Linked DNA regions of Mus musculus: region 1 is linked to region 2. Evidence: chromatin contacts called from public HiChIP or PLAC-seq data. All regions are on one chromosome and are shown on one strand. The core of a region is the stretch at or near the end of the contact, and the rest is flanking DNA. Distances in the headings are between cores, read along the strand shown.

Region 1 (4,264 bases), core at 1,667-4,166, 260 kb after region 2:
TCCAGGTCTGTCCCATTCCTGATAGAATCCAGTAGCAGCCTTTCTTTCTTCCAAAATGGCCCATGCTCTCATGGGCAGGCACAAGGTCACTGGGGCTTTAGCAGTTTAGCCCACACATTCTAATGCAGTATGCTGCAACTCAGACAGGGATCTGCTGTGCCCAGACAGAGCTTAGGTGTCAAGTTCAAGCATGAAATACACTTTCAACACTGATCAGGTGACCTCTTTTATTTTGTTATATTAATTGTATGGGAGGGGAAGTATGAAACTGTCCAGAATTCCCAAGTTGCTTTGAGGTCTCTGAGCACCTTGGTTGTATGGTGCAAGCCTGTAGATTTCCCAGATGACAGCACATAGCACATAAACCTGGGTCCTCTTATCTACTTCTCTTCTGCTTCTCCTGTTACCTTTTTTGTTTTGTTGTGCTTTGAGGTGGCGTCTCATTGTATAGCCCTGGCTGGCCTAGAGTTTTGTCTGTACTCTAGACTGGCTTTGAATTTGCAGCAGTGCTCTGCCTCTGCCTCTGCCTCTGTCTCCCAAGTGCTGGAATTACAAGCATGCACCCAGTGCCTGGCCCATCAGTGGCTTTTCTCCTCTAGGCTGCTTTAGAGGGCAGTCCTTCTGAGGCTGTTTGCTTGTACACAGCACTCTTCTCATCCTGCAAGAGTTCAAAAGCTATTGCTGGAAAGAACAGTTGAGTCTTTTGTGTTTGTGTGCATCTTGGCAATGGCTCCCATGATTGCTGCTGCTTGAGTGTGGTGCCTGTTGATGAATAGTTTTATGTCTAAATTGTAAAGAATCTGGACAATTTATAAGCATTACTCACTTTGAGAGGATTTTAGAGGATAAGGTCATTGCCATAAAAGCAGACCATTAGTCGTTGTCATTAGCTTTTAAAAACAAGCTTACATCCTATCGTGAAGTCCAGCACATGTGAATAAATGTCTGACTTGTATTAAAGAGTATTCAAGGATGTGGTTAGAATTTCAAAATGCCTTTTAATGTGTAGTTCTTGGCATTAAGCTGTCAATCTGTATGTAACCCTGTGATCTGATATGCTGTATGATTGACTTCATTATAATCTGACCCTTGAACTTTGTGAATGGCAGCAGAGCAGGCAGCACCGCAGCATTTGTGTACTGGTGGCACCCCTCAGTGTTACAGTTGGCATCATTTGTGTACTGGTGGCACCCCCTCAGTGTTACAGTCGGCATCATTTGTGTACTGGTGGCACCCCTCAGTGTTACGGTCGGCAGCATTTGTGTACTGGTGGCACCCCTCAGTGTTACGGTCGGCAGCATTTGTGTACTGGTGGCACCCTCTCAGTGTTACGGTCGGCATCATTTGTGTACTGGTGGCACCCCTCAGTGTTACGGTCGGCATCATTTGTGTACTGGTGGCACCCCTCAGTGTTACGGTCGGCAGCATTTGTGTACTGGTGGCACCCCTCAGTGTTACGGTCGGCATCATTTGTGTACTGGTGGCACCCCCTCAGTGTTACGGTCGGCATCATGGAATCATGGAGAGGTTGGCAGGATCAAGACAGCGCTAGTCAGCATGTGGGCTCTCACAGAAAATGGTCTCCCAGGATCAGGAAAGTATCCAGTTGGTACCCTTGCCTCCTGGGCACTCTGGTCCTTTTCTCCAGGAGATTGAATGGCGTGAGTTCTGAAAGTCCCCTGGGTACTTGTGAGGCCTGTTCTGGCAGCAAAGTAGGTCCACTTGGCTTCAGACACATTTTTGGCACAGACACATTTTTGGGTTGATTAGCACGAAAAGTGTGTGACATCCTGGCTGAGAGGCCTGTCACAGGCACAGTCATGGCACTGTTTTTTTTTTTTTTTTCTTTTGCTTTTCGAGACAGGGTTTCTCTGTATAGCCCTGGCTGTCCTGGAACTCACTCTGTAGACCAGGCTGGCCTCGAACTCAGAGATCCACCTGCCTCTGCCTTCTGAGTGCTGGGATTAAAGGCGTGGGCCACCACGCCCGGCAGGTGATAACTTTTGTCATGGATCTAGCTATCCGGTACAGTCTGCTTAGAAGCCAAGAGACCAAACTTTGGAACCAGGCAGACCCTGACTGAGTTGAGTCTTCTGGTTTCCACCATGTGACCTTCTGGAGTGTCTGTTCTCACATGAAGAATCTGGGTCATGATATAACTTTCCTCACAGGATTAGGTGCACGCACCCTCTGGGTACCAAGGCACATGGAGCACTTCTCAGAGAACCATCCTGGGACAGTCAGCTCTTCAAGTGCAAGGATGGGGACCAGACTTTTAGTTATGTGACATTATTTCATAAGTTTATTTTTCCCTTGTCATTGGAACTTGGGTGAGTTTTTATTAGATTTGTTGTAGTTGGGGTCCTTGTTTCCCACCAACTTAGTGCCAGTAGTCCACTGCTGTGACCATTGCTTAGTTAAAATCTTGTTGGTAACCTCGAGCTAGCGTTTAGGAAAACAAAAACTCACCGTGAAATGGATTCAAACATTACCTGTGGCACCAAAAACAGGGGAAATTCTTGTAAAAATGAGGTCAGGAAGGACCGCCATTCCAGCCCACAATGAACACGCACCATAGAGACATTTCCCTAAGCTTAAACTCACAACTCCAGGTCTAAATGGGTGGTTGGACCCGCGTCCGGTATTCGGTATTCCTGTGGGTTCCAGCCCTGACTGTTCACATTCCTCAGATACCCACTTTAGGTTTAATCACAGTCGCTCCCCGAGACCAGTCCTGGTAACTTGAGAGGAATTTGCATTTCCACCGACCTTCCCGGACACGCGGCAGGGGCAGGGGCTACGCCAGCGCAGCTACGCAGCTGGGGAGGGCGTGGAGCCTTCCCTTGGCCTGGAAGGGGTTAAGGGACGGCTGGGGCGGGGCGCTGGGCCCTTTGTTACCGGCCTAGGCGGGAGGCGGGAGGCGGGACGCGGGCCTGGGCGCGGGCCTGCTGGGAGCGCGGCCTGGCGGGGCTGGGGGCCCGGGGTGGTGGGGCCTTCGCCGTGGCCACGGGACCATGTTGGAGATCTGTTTGAAGTTGGTGGGCTGCAAATCCAAGAAGGGGCTCTCTTCGTCCTCCAGCTGCTACCTGGAAGGTAAATCCTGGCCTGGGCGCGGGGCCCACCAGGACTGTCCTGCCCGCCCGTGCCCTGTGTGTTCTAGGTCCCCAGTCTTCTCCCTCTGAGGCCTCTGCGGGTGCTGGTGGCTCATTCGGACTTCCAGAAAGAGAGAGAGAGCCGCGGCTTTGGCGCTGGCGGGGCCCAAGCGCATAGTGTGGCTCCTGCCCAGAAAGTTTGAAAAAGTCAGTGCCACAGGCCTTAAGGTCCTTGTGAGCCCACGTTGTGGTGTTTCCACTGCCAACTGGGAATTGTATGTCACAAAGGTGGACCTACACCAAGTGCCGCGTACAAAGGGATCCCGCTCTACCATTTATGGGTACAGAATTTCATGTGAACTTTCCACCCCCACCCCCACCTTTCTGCAGACCATGAAGAGGTCTTGGGGATTGTCTCTTTTTAGAAGAGAAAGAATGGTTTTGCTTGTATTTCCAGGAGTTTTGAGAGCTTCCAGTTTGATGCTTGGTGAGGGAGCCCCTCATGTTTTGTTCTTTGCATAAACTTAGAGCCAGGAGCCTGTTGCTTTTGCCTGCTTTACCCTGCTCCTCCAATTCCATGCCTCCTTCCTGTTGTCTTTAGTGTTTGGGTCTAAAAGGATGGCAAGGGAAAAGGGTGAGTGGTGAGTGCTGGGGACTCGGCTGTGGCCAGGCCTGTTAGAGTATAGCTGACCTTTGTGGGGACTGCTGCCTTCTTCAGAAGGGCAGAAGCACTCACAGATGTGTGGTGCCCTGGCTTTTCTGGCTGTTTCATGTAAGAGTTAAGATAGGAGTAAAAATGTAAAGTTTTCTTCAGAGCAATTTGGATTTCTACTGTTTTGAATTGTAAAGAATTGAAGGCTTTTCAATATCTAACCTGCTTCCCCGACCCCCCTTCCAAGTCTTTGACTCAAAGACCTACAGGGCCCCACATGACCCAGCTCAGACTTAGGTGCCCAGCTCGGGTAGAGGATGTTCTCCCTTTGCTAGAAGGGAGTATAAGGGACTTCGCTATAAGTCACAGTAAGATTTCAGCCCCTCCGGGGATTTCAGGGCCTGGATTCCTGAGAGGAGCTTGGTGTGGATGGCATGAGCTCAGGGCCTACCACTTAGAGGGAGGGAGATGGTTTATTTGTCCCCAGAGTTGGCATCTGAGCGGCCAGAATCATCCTCAG
Region 2 (4,295 bases), core at 1,389-3,888:
TGGGGACAGGAGGCCCCTGGGACGAACTTGAGCAGGCAGGCCCAGACACCCCCCACTCCCCCCACACCCCCACTCCCCCACCCCCCACGCCCCCATCCTAATGGTGGCAAGTATCCAGGCTTCAGGCTTGGGCTTAGGGGAAGCTGGAGCCTCTGGAGGCAAGGGAATTTTGAGAACATCCTGGGCAGCCAGCAGCCCCTCCGCCTCTGCCGAAGGAAGAGAGGCCCATTTTCTAACGCACCCAAGGAAAAATATACATAAAGGTTGATGTGTTTTCAAATGGTTTTTGCTTTGTTCTTCTCTCTTCTCCCCGTGAGTATTAACCTCAGGGACCCCGGGGACGGCTCGGCCCGCTCGAGCACCTGCTGGGGTCACGCACAGTCATTAGCTTTGCGGTCAGTGCAGAATAAACCCCAATTCCAGGCACCGACTCGAGTGTGCGCGCGTGCGTGCGTGCAGCTCCGGGAAGCCAGTGTACTGTGCTCCTGTGGAAGTCACTCTTTCCTGCCTGACTTGCTTCTCTCCTGCTATTCTGCCTCCAGCTGTGGGGGCGGCAAAGAAAAAGATGAGATCAAGTTGAGGGGAAAAATTGTCTGATTTCTTGAGCCCTTTGTTTCTCGGGCCCCTGGCAGGCTGGGCTGGCTGGGAACCGGGAGTCCATTGGGACTTCTGGCTGATGGAGAAGTGCCAGGGGCTGGTGGTCGTAGAGAGGGGCAAGGAGGGTCAAGTACCTGCAGGAAGCAGGTGTATTGCTTGGTGTCGCCCATGATGTCCCAAGTCCTATTTCTTTCTGTTTTAGAATCAAGCACCTCCGGGTCTCTACACAAAAACTCAGGACCCTGCCAAAGCACCCAACAGCCCAGATGTCCTTGAGATAGAATTCAAAAAAGGTATGTGCCCACCTATCAGGAATGAAAGGGGTAGGCTTTAAGGGTCTCAGTTCCTCTCAGTTCCTCTGCGTTCCTGGGCCCAGGCCCTCTAACTCCTTGCATTCCTGGAAGCTAGAGGCTTCCAGGGGCTTTGAAAGTTCCCAACAGTGTGAGCCTTGGGAGGAGGGGTTCCCAAGCCGCAGTGTCATACGCTAACACTGGATCCCAAAGTAGCTGGCTTTTGAAAGTCATTCTCTACTTCCTTGAGCCTCAGTTTCCCTATTTATAACCTGGGGTTGGGGATGGGGGAACCTGTTCTTTTCCTAGTGTGCAAGGAGATCTGTAGGGAAGGCATCCAGGCAGATGCTGCCACCAGGAAGTCAGCCGCAAAGCTGGCTTTAGGAACACTGAAGACTCTGCTCATTAAGCTTAGCTCGCCCTGACTTAGCCGTCTGGGGTCTCCAGTTACCTGGACTCAAAGTTGCTGCCCCTCTGGTTCCTCTCTCTTGTCCTAGAGGAAGAAACTGGACACAGTCATGCCCGGTGATCAGACTAGAACCCAGCTGAGAGAGAGTGTGGAGGTACAAGGAAAAGATGCTCACAAGCAATCTTCCTGAGGGAGAGATGGGGTCTGACAGGAGAGAGAGGAGGTATAAGGCAGTCCAGACCTGGGCGGACCATCCACAAAGTGGACACCAGGCCAGGGCGCCAGCAAGAGGGTCTCTGAGACTCTCAGACGCTCCCCAATGTACCTCAGAATTGAAAGACAGAGTGATGGGGGGAGGGAGGAGGCTGCTATGATCTTGTGGAACTTCACCTTTCTGGGGCTGAGGTGTGCATGCCTGTAAAACAGGCTGTGACAAGGCTGTTTGCAGGTACCCAGCATAACTTGAAGCTACTGTGAGGGTGTGGTACCAGGACAGGCCTTTCTACCCACAGCCTCTCCCAAGGGGCTGTCCACCTGCCAGGGCCATCTTTGTGCCTCTTTGGCTGTGTCACTTTACAAGTCACATTACCTAGGAACTAAGGAGACCTTGGTGGGACCCTAGACACAGTAGAAGTCTTGGGTCCCCTCTCGAACCCTCTGTTGGGAGCAAGGAGTCTCCCTGGGGCTTTACTCTGAGCAGATGGTAGGATGGGCCAGGCCACACTGCAGACTTCTCCCACGAGACCCTCAAACCTCTGGGAGCTGGGAGGGCAGAGGGTGGGAGGTAAGCTGGAGGTGGCAGAGGGTCCCGGGCACAAGCCTCCAACAGCCTGTCCTGGAGGCGCAGGGTAGCCCCAGGCAGAGTTGAAGAAGAGCCAGCTCTCTGAAAAGAGGGAGGGAGGCCCCCTCCCCAGCCTACTCCTCATTCACTCGCTAGTTAATTTATTTGAAGTTTTAATCTAATTATTAACTATTTTAAAAGCTAAGAGGCTTTCTCCGGCGGCAGCACCAACAATGTCAACCTCTCCTCCCAGGCAGGCCCCATCCAAGGCCCCAGCGTTGGGTGATAGATAATAGGACCAGGGAAGGAGAGAAAGAGAGAGGCGAGGGGTAGGGGGTGGAGAGGGGGCTTAAGGTTCATTATTGGGCAGACTTACATTTAATAGCAATTTACAACCAAGTTATAAAACCCCTGGAAATGGGGGTTAAGAATGGTGAGGCTGTCATCGCCCTGAGCGGAGCCCCTCCAAACGGAGCCCGGCTAATAAAGACTCCAAAGCCGCTATTGAGCCCTGATTGGCACCCGATGGCTCGCTACATGGTAATGAGCCAGGCAGATGGGTGGGGGATTAGCCGCCAACTTTGAACAGCTTTTCTTTGTCACTGTTACGGCTCTCTTGTTAGCCCTCTAATACATTTATTACCCATTTCACACCGCTCGAGAAAGTGCCCCTTGCTATTCAAAGTCAACCCCAAACCCACCCACTGCCCCCTCCCCACCACCCCCCTCAACACGGCCCTTCTCTGGCTGAGCTTCGGCTGTCTCCCTCCTGCCACCCCAGACAACACATCCCAGAATTCAAGGCTATCTGCTGGAGCTTGGGTACCCTAAGCTCACCACCCATCAGGTGGCTTTCTGAAGGTCTGGGATACAAGGTTGGGGCAGAGAGGCCCACATCCACCTGTCAAGCATGGCAGAGAGCTACTTAGGGGTGTGTGTGTGTGTGTGTGTGTGTGTGTGTGTGTGTGTGTGTGTGCGCGCGCGCGCGCACACATGCTCGCGCTTGCACACACGCCTGTGCGTACTCATAGGGTCTGGCTGCACCTCGGCCAGGCGGCCCCTGGGTAGCTGGTGGGGACAGAAGGTGCTCACTGGTAAGACAATGGCGAAGCGTGAAATTCAATTAGTTCAGGGCCTGGTTCCAATTTCACAGCCCCTAAATGCTAAAGGGGCAGAGAGAATGGGAGGGAGGGGGCGAGCGTTTTTATTGCATTTTCCTCTTTCATTCTGGGGGGCTTTCTTGCCCCTTCTCTCCCCCCAGCACAGGGCTTTGAAGGAGTCATTCGGACTCCATGTCTGTCACATCCATTTAAGGCGATGTGGGTGGAGGGAGAGGGTGGGGTGGTGGGCACAGGCTGCTCTGCTGAGCCCCAGACTGAAGGCCCACTCTCCTCCCTCTCTGCCCCAGGGGTCCCTGTGAAGGTGACCAACATCAAAGATGGCACAACCCGCACCACATCCCTGGAACTCTTCATGTACCTGAACGAAGTTGCGTGAGTGTCCACAGTCTGCCTGCGACCCCCAGGACCGCCATCTCAAGCAAGCACAGGCCTGGGCCTGTGTGACTAATGGTCACAGCTAAAGTTCATGACCTGGAGGTCTGGCAGTTGGCCTTGTAGACATAGAGTGCCCTGAGCCGAGGGTATTGGTTTGGCATTGGTATTGGTTTAAATCCACAAACCATGAACACAAAAGTTCCAAGGCTACCACCACCTTCTATGGTGGGACCAGCTGGGGCTGCAGGCCTTTGGCTGAGCCAGGCATTAGGACAAAGAAAGATAAATCCTCAGTGAGGGTTAGGGTCAAGCAAGTCCCAGTATAGATGTAGCGGGCGGAGCACCCAGGGTGACCCAGACAATCCGTTCTCTTTCAGGGCCTTAGGTTACCCACTTCTCTCCACTTGGGCCTGTTTTCCTGGCTCAGGTGAGCTGAGACATAGAGCCTGAGAGTCAGTATGCCCATAGTTAGGTCTTCAGCCAAGCCAAGGGCACCTGCTCAGTGGGTGGCCTCTGTCCTCAAGCTTTGTGCCAGCACCTGAGTCCAAGTGACGTGTTTCTTTTCAGGGGCAAGCACGGAGTGGGTCGCATTGACATCGTGGAGAACCGCTTCATTGGAATGAAGTCCCGAGGTAAGTGGATTCGACACCCAGGGCTGGTTTCGGCACTTTCCAGAGCTCCTGTACCACCTGGGTGTCACCTTTCACCCCAGGCCACCTTGG

What was found. HiChIP or PLAC-seq counts read pairs in DNA pulled down with a chosen protein or histone mark.
Region 1: an H3K4me3 HiChIP or PLAC-seq map of embryonic basal ganglia shows a contact between it and region 2, with 2.4 times the contacts expected there. The contact joins the promoter of Abl1 here to the enhancer-like site in region 2. A contact is called at or near these places in 9 of 115 datasets of contacts at active chromatin or transcription factors (bone marrow-derived macrophages, cardiomyocytes, embryonic basal ganglia and 4 more) and 1 of 9 other capture datasets (embryonic stem cells).

Annotation. Positions count from the first base shown.
Region 1 is chr2:31,757,023-31,761,286 of GRCm38.p6, forward strand. It overlaps Abl1 (c-abl oncogene 1, non-receptor tyrosine kinase), which reads left to right and starts at 2,917. Exons shown (of 11, transcript NM_009594.4): 1 at 2,917-3,093. The coding sequence starts at 3,015.
Region 2 is chr2:31,497,348-31,501,642 of GRCm38.p6, forward strand. It overlaps Ass1 (argininosuccinate synthetase 1), which reads left to right. Exons shown (of 16, transcript NM_007494.3): 10 at 800-890; 11 at 3,486-3,570; 12 at 4,141-4,205. Among named protein-coding and RNA genes, the nearest start is that of Ass1, 29 kb to the left of the region's middle. Within about 2 kb of position 2,639, at least 15 of the 459 cell types and tissues checked have an H3K27ac peak or open chromatin away from gene starts, as enhancers often do. A contact at or near this core is called in embryonic basal ganglia, where this site is marked.